Linked DNA regions of Mus musculus: region 2 is linked to region 1. A link is a contact called in public HiChIP or PLAC-seq data. All regions are on one chromosome and are shown on one strand. Each heading gives the region's core, a stretch centred on a gene start, on an enhancer-like site or on the middle of the called end of the contact. The rest is flanking DNA. Distances are from core to core; before and after follow the strand shown. Region 1 has its middle 10 kb from the start of Smarcd3. Region 2 has its middle 35 kb from the start of Gm33476.

The links. HiChIP or PLAC-seq counts read pairs in DNA pulled down with a chosen protein or histone mark.
Region 2: an HNF4G HiChIP or PLAC-seq map of pancreatic cancer cells shows a contact between it and region 1. The contact joins two enhancer-like sites. A contact is called at or near these places in 1 of 115 datasets of contacts at active chromatin or transcription factors (pancreatic cancer cells) and 1 of 9 other capture datasets (embryonic stem cells).

The regions. Positions count from the first base shown.
Region 1 is chr5:24,609,499-24,615,200 of GRCm38.p6, forward strand. It overlaps a transcript of Smarcd3 not described here. Among named protein-coding and RNA genes, the nearest start is that of Smarcd3, 10 kb to the left of the region's middle. Within about 2 kb of position 2,638, at least 71 of the 459 cell types and tissues checked have an H3K27ac peak or open chromatin away from gene starts, as enhancers often do. A contact at or near this core is called in pancreatic cancer cells, where this site is marked.
Region 2 is chr5:24,263,170-24,268,871 of GRCm38.p6, forward strand. No RefSeq gene overlaps it. Among named protein-coding and RNA genes, the nearest start is that of Gm33476, 35 kb to the right of the region's middle. Within about 2 kb of position 3,647, at least 281 of the 459 cell types and tissues checked have an H3K27ac peak or open chromatin away from gene starts, as enhancers often do. A contact at or near this core is called in pancreatic cancer cells, where this site is marked.

The DNA.
Region 1 (5,702 bases), core at 1,388-3,887:
TCCTTACTGTTGACCAAACACTTTCACACACATGGACCTGCCTTCTCCTTACAGATACCTCAGGCGCCTGCCTGCAGGAGAGGGTTTCTAATCTAAAGATAAAGAGAATGGTGTTCTCAGAAGCCATGTGACTTGCCAAAGTCGCTGCGCTGTGACCAGGGCTGCATGCCAGATCTCCTGATATGGATGGAGGTCCTTGGGTTTCCCCTTCATCTCAAGCTACTGCCCCAGAATCTCCTGTGGAAGGCACACTTGTCCGAAGTTGCAGAGAAAGGGGCATTACCCCCTTTCCACACATCTGCTTTGTTAATGAAGGACATTACAGAGCCGGGGAGATAGGAAGATAGCTAGAATAAAGACCTGGGGTCCTATCCCCAGAACATGCATACAAATCTGGGCGCAGTGAAGGACCTCTGAAACCCCAGCATGTGGGAAGCAGAGGTGGACAGATCTCTCGAGCTAGCTGGCCAGCTAGTCTAGGTAATCAGTGAGCCTCAGGCTCATACAGAGACGGTCTCAAAAATAAAGTGGAGCCCAGCAGAGAAAGACACCTAATGCCAACCTCTGCCTCCACACTTGCATAAACAATGGGTTCAGCCACTCACATAGACAGACCAAATCCACAAACATACATGTACACCATACATAGACATGCAAACACCACGTGCGCATGCACGTGCACACACACACACACACACACCCGAGAGAGAGAGAGAGAGAGAGAGAGAGAGAGAGACAGACAGACAGACAGACAGACAGACACACAGAGAGAATCAAGACTCCTATAAGCCTGTCTTTAAGTTGATTTACCTTTGATTATCTTTTAAACACCTCACCCCAAACTCAAGCACATTGTTTCAAACATTGGGAATATAAATCTTCAAAAAGTTACCACCAAGTTGGCTAAGGTAAAGAAATAGCAATGCACTCATGGTGGTCTCCTTAGCTCCTGTGTAAAAAATCTTGGTTAAATTTGTAACAAGTTCCTTGCTCTATGGCTCTATCTGGATTACAGCTGGACACGTGTGTGCATCTGTGTAACATGAGGAAGCATGTACATGAGGAGTCATGCTCACACATCCCCCTGTCCCTCACCCCAGGCTGCTGTGCACCAGAAGGGCACGCCACCTCATCCTGCCTTCCCAGCATTACCTGGGAAGCATAAGCTTGGGGAACTCAGAGGCCCTACTCTAGCCCTCAGGAAGTGATGTGCATAGCAAGATGCTGGTTATACAGAACACACTACAGGGGCTGGAGAGATGCTCAGAGGGTAAGAGCACTAACTGCTCTTCCGAAGGTCCTGAGTTCAAATCCCAGCAACCACATGTTGGCTCGAAACCACATGTTGGCTCGCAACCACCTGTAATGTGATCTGACACCCTCTTCTGGTGTGTCTGAAGACAGCTACAGTGTACTTACATATAATAATGAAAAAAACACACACACACTACAGAGTCTTCCTCCCTCCCCGAGTGTGTGTTTCTGTGTGTGGATATATTCACATGTATATGCAGGTGTGCATGCGTATGGAGGTCAGGAGCTGTCTATCTTGACTTTCTGTGTTTATTAATTGCCTGGGGTTTGCTGCCCACCCTAAGCTGACTAGCATACCCTAAGATGGACCTATATCTCTGCCTCTCCAGCACTGGGGCTGCAGTGTGTGCTAGGATGTCCCAGCTTTTTACATGAGTTGAGGATCAATCTGAGGTCCTCATACCTGCATGGTAAGCACTTTATCAAGTAAGCTATCCTCGGGGGCTATGCGGTGTGTCCATGACCAAGGACCTCATGGTCAACACTGGGTTCTGCATCTCCTTATACTGGGAGTAGGCAGCAACAGGCCTTTCTCCTAGAACTGGTCTGTGTCTTGGCCACTCTGACCTGTTAATCAACTGTCTTGGGTCAGGGCTTTGACAACTTGGCTTTGCTTCCCTGCCTTGTCCTGTGCTCCTCTATGTTCCTAACTCATGGTCCTGAGTGAGTCTCTGCAGACACCATGGTGTGATGTTCTAAACTGAAGCTATAGAACATGTTTTCTCAGTTTTGGCACCATGGGCATTTGGGGCAGGGTGCCAAGCACAGCCTCTTTAACACTTCCTGCCCCAGGGCGACTGACTGTGGTGGCTACTCTGAATACTGCTGGACATTTGAAGCATCCCTGGTCTCCAGTATCTTCTACTAGACTCTTGCTCCAGTGTTATACTGGAGACAATTCCCAGCCAGCCACCGTCCCCTGCTTCTGGGAGGAGGGGCTGCCTCTGGGTGAGAACCTGAGCTCTGCAGTCCTGTCCTGGGGTCACACCTGGCTCAGCACCAAGTTCTTTGACACCTCTAAGCCTCATTTTCCTTGTCAGCAGTCCAGGAAGCCAAGCCTTGGCTCACAGTGTCTATGAGGTTACAGTGTGGGCCAACGCTATACCTGATGCATAGCTGCTTTCCCAGTTCCCCAGTGCTACTGGCTACCTGGGTTGCCTCCACCTCACAGTGCAGGCCCAACTGATCCCACTGCTGGCTGGCCTCTGCTAGTGCACAGTGGCAGGGCCCTCAGGGCCCTTCAGCTGTTGAGGAGGTGAGGAGGATGGGAGCGCTGCACAAATGCCCTGGAGGGAGCATGTGAGAGACTGGCTAGGGCTCCTAGAAAATAGCCGGGCAATTACTCAGACTGACTAATTATGCTAGGCTCTGGGATCCCTGGGGAGTTTGGACTCTTCCCAAATCATTGGACGCATTCCAGCGGAGAACAGGCTAGTGCTACAGTGCCATGGTGTGCAGATAGGTCACAACACAGGAAACCAGTGGGAGAGGAGAGGAGCGCTCAGGAGCCACACAGGAGTGTATGTCCTGAGCATGAACCTCAGACAAAGCCATGAGAACAACTCTTCAAGACGTGAATTGGAGCTGATGGCAGAGGCATCTAGCCCATGGAACCAGTGCCCCCTGTCTGTACACTGTGAGCAAGTGTCCACACTGTGAGAAGAGCACCCCCATTCCCTTGGAAACCCTACAGCCCTTGAGTGGACCAGATGGGTGGGGGTTGCTGAGTGCCGGGAGCCTGGGCAGCTCTGCAGAGGTACAGGGGTGCCATACCCAGACAGGTGAGGTACAGAAGCCATCGTGGGTCATCTGTGCAGAGCCGTGAGCTAGAGGTGAAGTAAGCGTGGGCAGCAGAGTGCCATGGTTCTGGGGCACAGAGACTGGTGCCCTTCTCTCGGGAGGGGCACCTTAGGGCTCAGGCTTTATCTTGCTGAGGGTTTTATACTAGTGGCAGATGGAACCTGACGGCAGGTGTCCAGGGAGCCCGTTCAAGACTAACCCAGGAAGAACTGCAGCTGTGGCAAGGCTTCTGCAGAGGCAGGATGGAGCTGCCTCTAGTTTGTTTTCCTTTGTTACAGGGAACCCAGGCAGGCCCAGAAACCTCCATGTAGCTACAGATAATCTTGAACTTCAGGTTTTCCTTATCCACCTCCCGAATGCTGGGACTATAGGTCTGTGCCATCAAGCCTGCTCTATAGGCGTGTGCCTGTTCTATAGGCGTGTGCCTGTTCTATAGGTGTGTGCCTGTTCTATAGGTGTGTGCCTGTTCTATAGGTGTGTGCCTGTTCTATAGGCGTGTGCCTGTTCTATGGGTGTGTGCCTGTTCTATGGGTGTGTGCCTGTTCTATAGGCGTGTGCCTGTTCTATAGGTGTGTGCCTGTTCTATAGGCGTGTGCCTGTTCTATAGGTGTGTGCCTGTTCTATAGGCGTGTGCCTGTTCTATAGGCGTGTGCCTGTTCTATAGGTGTGTGCCTGTTCTATAGGTGTGTGCCTGTTCTATAGGCGTGTGCCTGTTCTATAGGTGTGTGCCTGTTCTATAGGCGTGTGCCTGTTCTATAGGTGTGTGCCTGTTCTATAGGTGTGTGCCTGCTCTATAGGTGTGTGCCTGTTCTATAGGTGTGTGCCTGTTCTATAGGTGTGTGCCTGTTCTATAGGCGTGTGCCTGTTCTATAGGTGTGTGCCTGTTCTATAGGCGTGTGCCTGTTCTATAGGTGTGTGCCTGTTCTATAGGTGTGTGCCTGCTCTATAGGTGTGTGCCTGTTCTATGGGTGTGTGCCTGTTCTATAGGCATGTGCCTGTTCTATAGGCGTGTGCCTGTTCTATGGGTGTGTGCCTGTTCTATGGGTGTGTGCCTGTTCTATAGGTGTGTGCTGTCAAGCCTGGTCTAAGCAGTGCTGGCAGCTGAATCTGGGGCTTTGTTCCTGCAAGTGACTGAGTTATCTATCGGCCTCCTCTATCCCCCATCTGTGTTGTATGTAACCTTAGGCTATGGGCAAACAGGAATGGAAGGAGTGAAAATGTCCCCAAATATTCAGTTAACAAGCAAACAAACTCAGGGAGTAGAGGCAAGAGAATCAGATGTACAAAGCTAACTTCACCTACACAAAGAGTTCTATGCCGAGGGTACACGAGACCCTGTTTCATAAAAGAAAATAATAAAATCAAATAGCCAAGGGCAGGGTCTGATGCTTCAAATCAAGGCTGAGGATAAACCTGCAATTCCTAACCTGAGTAAGAGCAAGACACAGGAGGCTGTATACCCCGCATTCATACAGGCCTGTACCCACATCCACACAGACCTGTACCCCAAATATACACAGGCCTGTACCCTGAATACACACGGACCTGTACCCCGCATGCACACAGACCTGAACCCTAGATCCACACAGACCTGTACCCCAAATCCACACAGGCCTCTACCCCGAATCCACACAGGCCTCTACCCTGCATCCACACAGGCCTGTTCCCCAAATCCACACAGACCTATACCCCACATCCACACAGGCCTGTACCCCACATCCACACAGGCCTGTACCCCACATCCACACAGGCCTGTACCCCGCATCCACAATGCATGTACCCCACATGCACTCAGACCTGTACCCAGCATCCACACAGACCTGTACCCTGCAATCACAGACCTGTAGCCCGCATTCACACAGACCTGTACCCTGCATCCACATAGACCTGTACCTCACATCCACACAGGCCTGTAGCCCTCATTCACACAGCATGTACCCCATATTCACAAAGGCCTGTACCCCTCATTCACACAGGCCTGTACCCCGCATCTGCACAGGCCCCACCCATCCCTGCTGCAGTGGCCTCTGCAGCAGCTCACCAACATGCCACACAGCCATGAAACCCTTATCTGCTTCCAGAGTTCTACCTGCAGGAAAAGTCCAGTGGCCCCTCCCCTCTAGCGCCATTCTGCTGCAAGCTGGCCAGCAATCTCAGACCAGCACTGGGACCCAGTATTGTCCATGTTTTTCTGTTGTTACTAATAATGTCCTCCCTTCCACCCTCATACCCACTACTGGATAAGGTTGGGATTCTGTCTCTCCCTGATCCTCCAAGCCCATCTGTATCATGGCTCTCCAACTTGTGTCATGCACTGTAGCCAGATCAATACTTTAAATGGTGAGACTAGGGACCTAGTGTGTCCTTTTTAAGAACTGAAGATGGCTACCATCACACTAACAGAATCTAAACCCCTTGACCAGCTCTCAAACTCATTGAGTCCCTGTCACCTCCAGGCTTTTTGCACATGTGGACTGGAAGTCACGCTCCTGAAGACAGCATAGAGAGGAGCTAATATTGGCTCCTGCCTCGAGGCAGTGCCCTAGAATGGTTCTGGCCACAAAGTCGAGTGCAATAACACAAGCCCA
Region 2 (5,702 bases), core at 2,397-4,896, 350 kb before region 1:
AAGAAAAAAAAATGAAAGCAAGAATGGGGACAAAGGAATATTTCAGCACAAGGACGAGTCTTCCCCTCAAAGCTCTGGCAAGAAATTCCTGTTATTACAAGGTACCCAGTTTGGGCACCTTGCAATAATGGCCACAGGAATCTAGTATAATAATTCTAATGTGTTAGATCATATTAGTGGCCTGGCAGGGGTAGAGGCTGTGAGGTTAGGGGCTGCAGAGTGGATGGCAGGAGGCAGGTGTCAAGGTGCTTGGGCACCATGCAGTCCCAGGTCCCATGATGCCCTGGAAGAACTCAAGTAGACGACAGAGCCTAAGGGCAGTGTTGGTCCCGGGGCATTGGCAAATGTAAGAAAGGAAGACCGGGCAGAGACCTAGAGCTACATATGAAGCATTGTAAAACTGGGTGTCAACTGTGAGGTTTCTGAGAGTTTGATAGGTTCACAGTCAAAAAGTAGGGGGAGGAGCTGGGGTGATGGCCCAGGGGTGGGTAATGGTAATTGTCGCACAAACTTGAGGACTTGAGTTCTAGTCCCCAAGCATCTCCATAGAGATCTGGGTAGCTGCTTCTGTCTGTGACCTCTGTATTGTGTGGGCAAAGAGACGAGGCCTGGGTGGCCGGTGTTGATGGCTGCTGGCCTAGAGACTTTATCCCAAGGGAATGAAATATCTACAGGGAGAAGCCCAAGGCTCTCCTATGGAGTGTGCACATGGGTCTGGGGAAAAGAGAGTGTTTAATGCAGACATGTGACCTTAGGGAACTGGTAGCTCAGGATATCAAGGATTCAAGGACAAACAAGGCAAGCATCCCAGAATTGACATCACAGATGAGGAACAAAGCAAGGGACGGAAATAGGGGGAGGTGCCCCCAAGGCCACTGATGCCCCCACGGTTACCAAGGGAAGTTGGAACCTTGTCTTGTGGTCTTATCTGTTACAGCTGGAAGGGGACAGGAGGACCAGCTTCCATCCCGCGGTAGAAGTTGGAAATAGAGAGACATGGCCCGCAGAAGTCTGTCCCTGAAACAGAACGGGGGTGGTGGGGACTCCAGAGTCTAGAGGTCTGAAGATAGAGTCAAACACTCCTGACTGTGAATCACAGGAAGGCTGACTCAGTACCCAGCAACCAAGAAAGACTGAGAGACCTTTCCTTGGACTGCCCTGGACCTCCAAGGATTGTGCAAACAGAGAAGAAAGATCAATCACTCACTTCAGTTAAAGAAAGGTCTGCCCAGTCCTATCAGGAATACACACCTGCCCCTCCCCTTTAATAAAGAAAAGCCCCGAACTGGGGCCCCGAGCCAGGAGCTTGTTCAAGGCTCCTCTGCTGCAGCCATGTTGGCAACCATGTTGCACCTGGCATACACCCTGTCCCCCCTTCCTTCCCACCGCTGCTACTCTGTGGTTTGCTTACATCCTTGTTCCAGACTCAAAGGACCTGGACATTGTGTCACAAGTGACCGCCCCCTCCCCTAGTATCATTTCAGTAAAGAGACCCAGACCCCGTAACCCAGGTGGAAAGGGAAGGAAAGGTGACACTTCTGTCCCATCTGACCCCAGGCTCATTGGGGTAACAGATGGTAAAGATCTTGGTTTGATAATGGCTCTGAATTAACAGCTCCCAGGCCACAGAGTGGGGGTGAGCAGTGGCAGAGACCCGGGTTACCTGGGACGCATCTCTGTGCGTGTGTTTGGTTATAGACCAGAAGACATTCCCTGGAGGGAGAGCCTTGTTCAACACACATCCACCCACCTGTGCCTCACCAGGAACAGAGGCACTCTCCCCCGGGACAGACACGAGTTCCACAATTGTGGGAACACAGGCTGAAGGAAACATGGGGCCAGGCTCTGAGAGAGATCACCCTGCCTGAGGAGCCATCTTTGCAGACAACCCAGCCAGAAGACTGAGCAGAGGGCATAGCAAGGGGGTGTCCCGCCCACCTGTCTCCCTGCGGCCCTGATCCACCCCAGCCTCATGTAAAGCAAAATGTGATTTTGTTTGTGGCTCCTTCACTGCCAGGTGGAGATGCAAACCTGAAGCTGTTTTACATAAGGAACAGGAAACCAGGGGGGCACAACAACCTGTTGCTTTAGAGGCCTCTGGGAGAGGGCAGGGCAGAGGTGTGACCACCTGTCCTATGTTCTCCCAGACAGAAACCCTGGCTCGGCAGCAGCAGCAGGGGTTGGGGCTCTCTATGAAGCTTTCCTTGAGGGTGGAAATAGGAGTTCAAGCCCGACCTAAGTGAACATGGAGACCCTAGCTCAAAACACAAGACAAACAAACATAAACATGGTTATATTAAGACAAAACAAGATAGAGAATTTTGGAGCAGGGGCCGTGGATTGTCAGGGACCTAACTCCAGGGAAGGAGGGCCCGGACCCCACAGCCTTGTGCAAGGAGTCTCTGCTAGGGTAGGAGTCTGGTGCCACCTAGCTCAGCATAGTCACATAGCAGTCACATGACCTCTGAGACCCCAATTTCTGTAGCAGCAAAATGTCTAGTTGACTTCCAAGTCCTCTCATTCCAGACTTGAGAGGTATACTGTCTCTGTGTCCCTGGCTTGGCTTCTCCGTGTCAGCTGAGACCATGGTCCTATGGCCACCCTGTCTACCCTGAGGCTCCCATCCACATGGCCAGGCCTCCCCACCTCACCTGCTTCTTTGACCCCAACATGACAAACCACAGCATAGCAGTTCTCAGATCACCCCTTCCCAAACACTCCTGGGGAGGCCTTCGCACCACTAGCATCTGGGATTTCCAGTTTCTACTCCTGACTGGAAGACAAGAAGTTGTCTCCTTGGTTCTTTCAGCTGTGCTTTCTTTCTCCAAGGGTCTCTGCCATCTTGTCTCTGAGGCTTGTAGCCACACTTAGTCCAAAGAGTGAGTGGACTCAGGGCCGAGGGGGACCTAGAACCCAGGGAGCATTAAGTAGCCCCACTAGCAAAGGGTCCCCAAGGGAGAAGACAACCCATCGCCTGCAGTGGCCAGTGTGGATGGCAGCGTGTGTGTCAGGTGTGGCGAGTCTCTCTACCAATTCCAAACCTTGAAGAAAGCTGGTGGGAGCCATTTATCGGCCATTTCAGAGTTTGTTTGGGACTTTTGTTTTGCAGCAACGCCCCTTGATCAGTTTCCTGAGAACCGAGATTACAGGCCGGAGCCACCATACCCAGTCCTGTTTCAGGATTTTACCAGAGGTCGGCAGAAGGAAGTATTATAAGCTCGGCTACATTAAAGCCACTCCACCCACGCTCAAACCACCGCCAATCAATTCTGTATGAGCCGCTGCCGGGTCAGGCTCCCTGGGTGTTGATTTCCTGCTCCGGAGTATCAGTGAGTCATCAGCCGCCTCCTCTCCACTTTAACTGTTGCTCTGAGACCTGAGAGTCTGCAGAAGGGAGGTCACATGGCATCTTTATTTAGTAGCCGGTTCTCAACTGGCAGGAGGGGAAGGACAGCCAGACACTTCCTAGAAACAGCTCTCTCTCAATTTCCGGAGCCCACAGGAGCTGGGAAGCTCGATGGTGTCTTAAAGTCCTGGAGTCCATGTCAGGCCGCTGACGTTCAAGACTTGGGGTTCTGACTAAAGAATGGGCTGGGGCTGCTATGCAAATAGCTGGAAACAGACTTCCTGTGATTAGGGCTGTGTATCATGCGGCCACCAGATGGCGCCCAACACCTCAAACTGTCAACACCATTGGGCCAGGCTGAAGCCCTGTTAATCTGTCACAGATTAATGCTGAAGTGTTATGCCCCCAGGTGTGAGGCAGAAGGGTGACCAAATGTTGCAGAATTATCCTGGATTGATTTAGACCAAGTTCATGTGAATGTCACAAAAAAACACATTAATAACAACTTCCACGGGGGACTTTTACTTATATGTAAAACACAGGTCTGGCTAGTATAGGTCTCCCTCACAGCCTCCTAGCCCAGCATCTGAGCATCACACACCACATCTGAGAGGACAAAGGACAGCAAGGCCCTCACCTCAAGAATTTACAAGCACCTCTTGGGAAGACATCACACACCTATAATCTCTGCACTTGGGAGACTGAGGCAGGAGGATCACCACAAGTTCAAGGAGAGCCAAAGCTACAACTGTGACCCTGTTTCAAAAACCAAGCAAGGAGGTCCACAGATGTCATCTGTACCTATAAATCATGAATTGTAATTCCTACCCACATGGAGCCTCTTGGAACTGGAGTCCTGTGCACAAATATTGTTGAATTAAATAATTAATAATTAAGTCGCAGATACGGGTTTGCTATCTACCTCAATGGCTTGTGTTCCCAAATGAAACACACACACATGTCTTAATCAGCACAATAGCTGGGCTACTGCCTAACCTCCACTACTGATAGAATCTACCTTCCACCGATAATTCCGAGTTACAGCTTACTAAATTCTGTGTTCTACCTTGGCTGCTCTGGACTCAGAGGGCTGCCCAACTGGGCCGTGCTCTCCCGGCTCCTTCACGTGGCGGCCATGCCTCTCTGTCTTGCACTCTTCTCAGGCATGGTGTCTCCCTTCTCCACACTCTTCTAGCATGGCAGATCTTCCCTCTCTTCTTGTTCTCAGTCCCAGGCCTGGGAAATCCTAAAAGTCCTAGTTCAGTCTGCCACGTCCTGCCCAGCCATTGGCTGCCAGCATCTTTATTTACCAATCAGAACCAACTAGGGGCAGGGTTCCTCAGTGTCTTACCTGTGGACATGCAGACTCTCTCAAGCAAGCAATTTTGGGGACCCAAATTAGCATTATAATACAAGCAGTATAGCCAAACCCACTACATTTCTCACATTTCAATTAAAAAGGCTCTTTTCTCTCAGATATAAATTGAACACGATTACAACAATTATGCAAATTATAAGGTTGATATCCACTTATAATACCCAGTCCATCATCTTTGTCAATTTAAATTAATTATTCTATCATCTATCCGAACTTAAAGGTACAGGTACAATTCTGACCTGAATTCTGTTTGATTTTAACCACCTGAAAGCCATCCTTTCAAGTCTAGAACATCTTCTTTAATGTTAGATAGCTTAAGTTCAATTATGAGACTATAACTAGTCTTCAGTCCAGTCAGAGATCTGAGAATGAATTAGATATTACCTGAATATGTAGGAAGCACAAAGACATAGACTCCGAAACTCATACAGTTTGCAAAGACTGCCTAGACAGTGCCCAATAATCTCATAGCATTGGAGCATCAGTCCTCAGCCTTCTGGCCCAGAACCATCTGACAAACCTTAAGTGAAGCAGGAATTAAGAAAGAGTAGCTTAAAAAAAAAGAAAGAAAAAAAGAAAGAACAGCTTACCCTGTCTTGGTAGCGCTTAACAATCGACTACTCCACATTCAATTGGTCCTTTTTTTGGACAGCATTTGTCTGCAGAATGAATTAAAGTATTTCTTATCCAGTGGCTCGCTTGCCATAATTGAAGCAACTCCAATCGGAGGTAATGAAGCTCAATATCTTCTTTGACGTGTGATGGAGGTACTGTCGGGAGCAGACATGTCTTGTGGTCAAAATTTCTGTTAATAATGGAGTGGTTTTAAATTCTGTATCTCTGATGCTTTTGAAGACTATCTAGAGTGTACACACATACACACACACACACACATATACATACATACATAGATACATACATACATACATACACACACACATATAGTACTATATATCTGTAGTATATCTATAGTGCACC